2 separate regions of the Hordeum vulgare genome follow, and region 1 is linked to region 2. A link is a contact called in public Hi-C data. All regions are on one chromosome and are shown on one strand. Each heading gives the region's core, a stretch centred on a gene start, on an enhancer-like site or on the middle of the called end of the contact. The rest is flanking DNA. Distances are from core to core; before and after follow the strand shown.

What was found. A called contact is a pair of places that touch in the nucleus more often than the background predicts.
Region 1: a Hi-C map of leaf shows a contact between it and region 2, with 3 times the contacts expected there. The contact joins two enhancer-like sites. A contact is called at or near these places in 3 of 6 Hi-C or Micro-C datasets (leaf and seedling).

Annotation. Positions count from the first base shown.
Region 1 is chr2H:35,267,388-35,270,424 of MorexV3_pseudomolecules_assembly, reverse strand. No RefSeq gene overlaps it. Among protein-coding and RNA genes, the nearest start is that of LOC123424684, 94 kb to the right of the region's middle. Within about 2 kb of position 1,499, at least 3 of the 3 cell types and tissues checked have open chromatin away from gene starts, as enhancers often do. A contact at or near this core is called in leaf, where this site is marked.
Region 2 is chr2H:35,121,129-35,123,955 of MorexV3_pseudomolecules_assembly, reverse strand. No RefSeq gene overlaps it. Among protein-coding and RNA genes, the nearest start is that of LOC123424683, 38 kb to the right of the region's middle. Within about 2 kb of position 1,550, at least 2 of the 3 cell types and tissues checked have open chromatin away from gene starts, as enhancers often do. A contact at or near this core is called in leaf, where this site is marked.

The DNA.
Region 1 (3,037 bases), core at 250-2,749, 150 kb before region 2:
GGACGCCAATCAGAGACGAAGGAAACATATGAACTATGAAGGTCCTCCACTTTCATTCCACATCTATATGCATAAGGCATCTATCGGTGCTAAAACCGACAGGTCTCGGGTAGGGGATTCTGAGTTGTGGGTCTGAGACTAATGGTAACATGAAGAGTAGGAAGACGATGTTTACCCAGGTTCACGCCCTTTCGAAAAGGTAAAACCCTACGACCTGCTTTGATTGTATTGGTGATGGGGTATCGAGTACATGTTGATGATCTACCTTAAAATCGTTGTGTAAACTCTGAACCCTAAGGTGAATAAGTTCCCCCTCTACGAACTAAACCCCTAGGCTTATATAGATACCTAGGGGGAGCTAGGTCATATATTTAGGTCGGTTGTAGATATGTTGAATATAGAGTTGTCCTTGGGATGCATGCTAGGTCTTTCGAGGTTTCCCTTCTTCATACGGGCAAGTTTTTATGCTCTCACCGTTCTTCGGGCGGTGGCTTAACGGGCCATTAGTTCGGCCCACGCAAATCAATTCGGGCTGGTACCCCTAACCCAGGACACCCTCAGCATCCGCAAATCTTATCTTTACATATCGATTTAAGGACAGACTATGTTTAGGAAACACAGACTTATGTCGGTGGGCCACAGAGTAATCGACCAAGGAGTGATGGCTTAACATGTCGAATGGTAATGATGCAATCAAAAGGACAACGGCGCCTTTCGCGCGATTCCTTTTTCCCATTTTGTGTGTTTTGTTTGCCGATATTCTTCCGCGCGAGGGGGTGGGGGGAAGGTTTGTGCATGTTTTTGTGTTGGATTTTATCAATTTTATTTTGGGGTTTAATATTTGTTTTCTCCTTCTTTTTTGTTATTTCTACATTTCAAATACTTCATTATCCAATACTCGTTGATTTTTTTTTGCATAAATGTCGAGCATTTTCAGATACACCTTGATTTATTTTTACATGCATATTGAACAATTTTTTAATACATGATAAACATTTTTCTAACACATATTATTATTTTTCATAAATGGCATGAACATTAAGTGTTCGAACAACTTTCTAGAATGTAACAGACATTTTTATTGAATGTAATGGAAAAAAATAAATTAAACGATGGTTTTTTTACACTAAAGAAAATTCACAAACATTTTAGGAAACATTTTTAGAAGATATGCAAACACTGTATATACATTTGGAAAAAGTCACAAGCTTATTTTGAAATGAGTGAAGATTTTATGAAATGTCACGGGCATTTGTCAAATGGTAGGAACATTATTCATAAACTGCCCGTGCAATTGTTTTAACACTATATTGACTTTTTGAATGCACTGTGAACGCTTTCAAAGAAATGACATGAAGTAGCTATTTTCATATACATATTTAAAACATGACAAAATATAAATAAAAGTAAGAAAAACTTAATAAGCACACACTGGGCTCTCCAGAAAAGGGTCGTGTCGTTAGGTCCGGTCCAATCCTGCGTGCTGCCGGCCATGCGTCCTCGGGACTCGCTGGGAGGTCTTATGCAACCTTGTAGGCGTCCGTTAGCGATTCGGCACCTGTAGTATCGTTGGCATGGAGCGGTCCACTAACACGCTGTCCTGATACTTTTTTATTGATCCAGTAAAAAAAAGGTCCAGATTTCCTATTTGTTACGAAAATAAAATATGAAACCAAAAAAGGTTTACAGTTTTAAAGAAAAAGATTCATACATTAGAAAAAAAATAAAGGTTCATCAATTTTGAAAAAAGTTAATCAATTCGAAAAAAAGTTCATTGAAATTGAAACAAAGTTCATCCGAGTTAGAAAAAGTTCATTACATTTTTAAAAAAGTTCATTAAATTTGAAAAAAGTTCACAGAAATTAAAACAAAGTTTATGTATTTTAAAAAGAAGTTCACTGAACTGAAAAAAAGTTCATAAAACTTACAGTAAATCGTCAACTTTGATAAAAATTCATCAATTTTTTAAAATACGTTCATCAAATTTCAGAAAAGTTCATCCATATTCAAAAAAAATCATAGAATTTTAATATTTTAGAAAAGATTCATTGGTTTTCGGAGAATAGTTCATCAATCTTAAAAACAATTGTTGAAATTTTTAAAAAGTTCATTAATATTTAAAAAAGTTCATAGAATTTCAAAAAAAGTAACCGGTGCCTAAATAGGCCAGTCCATTTATAAACGTTACAGACTCGAGTTAACAAAAATGCACGTTAACTAATGCCTTTGGCGGTAAATAGGAAATGCCGGACTCGCTAAACGGTCGCCTCTCCAGCTCCCGAGTTAGTCGCGTCCAATGCCTGCTGCGAGTAGCACTTAACGGTCGCATGTTCCGCTCCCGACTTAGCGCCTGTTCGGCAGCCCTCCACGGAGCGGAGTGGGTGGAGCTGCGTTTTAGGAACTCCCCTAGTTAACACTGGATGCGACTCCGCTCCGGCGCGGAGTCGCAGAGCGGAGGGAATCCGAACGCGCCCTTAGTTTGTGGCCCACTAGCAAATGTGGGAGTAGTATATTATTATCTGAGCATCGTCTCTTACCCAATTCTGCCTTTTAAACGTCGTAAATGGTTGTTTCTTCTTGTTTTTTCGTGATCGTGTTTTTTCCTTTCAATTTTTTACAGGATTTTTTTCTTTTACTTTTTTCTTCATTCCGCCCGACTATAGTGTATTTCTCCAGGTATTCTTAAAATGTTTTTTAACATGTGATTGTCTCTAACAACATGAGCATTTACTTGAACAGTAGGAACAATGATTAGAATTGCAGGAATAAAGTTTAACATTTTATGAACATCTTCTCAAGTAACATGAATATAACTTTAAGCGTGTGGACAAATTTGAATGGCAAAAGCATGTTATATCATGTTACAATTCTGTTTACATTTATGAACATTTTTTAATGTTTTCAGTGATAAGATTTCTTAAACAAAACACATTTATAAATGCTACAGTACTTTGTACGTATGAACTTCGTTTTAAGAAACATAAATATTTTACTTTATACATTAATATTTTCTTCAAACAGATAAAAATATAAAATA
Region 2 (2,827 bases), core at 301-2,800:
ATTTAAGTTTTTGCCTTCAATTTATTTTGTTTTTCTATTTCCTATTTTTCTGTTTAAAATTCTATAGTTTTTGTTTAAATTTCAAAAATGTTCTCATATTTGCAGTTTATATTTAAATGTCTGCGCTACAAAAAAATGTTCCGGCTTCCAAACTGCGTTCATCTTTTGAAAAAAATTCGTGTTTCAAAAATTGTTCTCATATTCAAAAAACTACATTATTCTTAAAAAAACTGTTCCTTTTTTCATAAATTGTTCACATTTTTTTAATTGTACCTTTTTCACATTTTGAATAAAAATGTTCCTGCTTTACGCAAAATGTTTCTCTTTTTTGAAAATTTGTTCAAAAATTAAAAACCTGTTCAAATTTTGTTCGCCAATTCTAAAATTATTCATGATTTTCAAATGTTTAGGATGTTTAAAAAATATTGGTTATTTTCTAAAAGATATTTTCCGTTTCAAAAAATGTATGTAAGTTCAAAAAATGTTCCGGTTTTAAAAAGTGTACATAACTTCAAAAAATATTTATGTTTCAAAAATTGTTCACAAATTTCCAAAATTGTTCTTTCTTACAAAAATAATGTTCTATGTTTGTAAACTGCTCTTGTTTTCAAATTTGTTTATAGACTAAGAAATTGTTTATGATTTCCAAAGTTTTTGTGTATTTAGAAAATTGTTAGAGCTTCCAAATTTGTTCACGCTTTATTAAAATTGTTCTCGATTTCAAAATTTGTTCTCCTTTTCAAAATTTTGTTATCATGATTCAAGAAAAGTTCGTATATTTAAAATATTGTTCGCGCTTCCAAATTTGTTCAAATTTTTCTTAATTGTTCACAATTTCAAAATTTGTTCTCAAAATGCAAAAAATGTTCGTGCTTTAAAAATTTGTTCGGGGTTTTTCAATCTTGTTCTCCTTTTCAATATTTTGTTCTCAACATTTTGAAAAATGTCCGTGGTTTAAAAATTGTTCGTGCTTCCAAATTTGTTCACCTTTTTGAAAAAAGTACCCAGTTTCAAAATTTGTTCTCAAAATTCCAATGTTCGTGCTTCAAAAATTTGTCCGAGCTTTCATATTTGTTCAGGGTTTTTCAAAATTGTTCTCCTTTCCAAATTTTGTTCTCAAGATTCAAAAAATGTTCATGCTTTAAAAAATTGTTCACGCTTCCAAATTTGTTCACGGTTTTTTAAAATTGTTCTTGCTTTCAAAATTTGTTCTCAATATTCAAAAAATATTAATGCTTAGAAAATTTGTTCGCGCTTTCAAATTTGTTGAGGGTTTTCAAAATTATTCTCCTTAAAAAAAACTTAAGATCTAAAAAATGTTCGTGCCTTAATTGTTTTTCATGATTTTTCAAAATTGTTATTAAAAAACGAAAAAACTTTTTTACTTCAAATAACAAAAGAAATGGAAAAAGGAAATAAAAAACGAACCAAAAAAGTAAACAAAGAAGAAAAAAGTAACAGAATAAAAACTGGGCTGGTCCAGTCGGGGCGCCCCCTTTGTGGCGCTGGGCTGCGTGCCGCAGTGAGCACTAGGTAGGAGCTCCCGGCTACACGCGCTGGTTTGTTCGCCAGCACCTCACGCGCACATGAGGAGCACCCACGACGTAGCGCGCACCCGTCGAGCTCCCGTTCAGCGTATAGTGCGACTCATTTGGGGTTTATCCCTCACCGGTTTTGCGAAGGTTTAAGAACCTTCCCTTAACCGGTATTTTTGAAAAAAAAAATCATTTTTTTTATTTTCTCATTTCTCGTCCTTGTTTTTAAGAGCATCTTTAAATTTTGCAATATTTTTTAAACATGACTATTTTTTGAATTCGTGAAAAGTTTTTTGAAAGTATGAACATTTTTTAAAAACTCATGAACATGTTTTAGATCGGGACATATTTTGGATGAGGGAACTTTATTACAAATTTTATGAACATTTTTTCAGATTGTGAATAGATTTTTTAAATTCATGAAATAAATTTGAACATTTTTCTGGAATTTGAAAAAAAAATCTTGATTAATGAAGAAATTGAATTTGATTTTTGAAAGTGTGTTATATCGACTAGAGGGGGGTGAATAGGAGATTTTTAGAATTTCATCACTGAGGAAAATTCCTTTTGGAGAAATTCCTCACTGATGACTAACTTGCAGCGCAAACAGCAAAGGATCAGGAGTGTAAAGTATAACTACAGCAGTTTTCAAGGTGAAAAAAATCCGAAAAACAGTTTGCAGACTATGCAGGCACGGAGAAAACAGATGAGGATTAACTCGCATGAAGAAATTGGGGTTGAGGAATTTCAGAAAAAGTCTACAGCAAATTCTTCAAACACTCGCAGTGAAAATCATCAACATACAATATGAGGAATTTAAAGAGTTGAAGAAATAGAACCCGTTTCACAGTGAAGACACTGGTTGATGTCCGAGTTCCAACAACTGTGACAGTTGTACATCTGGTTTGGAGCGGCTTGGTATTGAAATCAAAAGACACACAGTCCCGGGACACACAGTCCCTACCGTATTCTCCTTGGGCTAAGAACACACAGTCCTCGCCCAACACTCGTGGTAAGTCTTCAGGGCAGACTTCCAAACCCTCACAAACTTGGTCACCTCGCGATCCACAATTGACTGCTGGATTGCTCTAGACCATGACGCCTAACCGTCTGGAGGATGCACAGTCCTCAAAGGTAAAAGGCTTCAGTCCCACACAGGAACAACTTCTTGAGTGATGCTCAATCACTTGGTTTTCGGTTTGTGGTTTGGTGTTTTGGAGTATTTCCTCACTGATGAATTACTCTCGAAGACTCTGAGGAATTTGGGTTGCTCTTATGACAAGTGTCAGTTT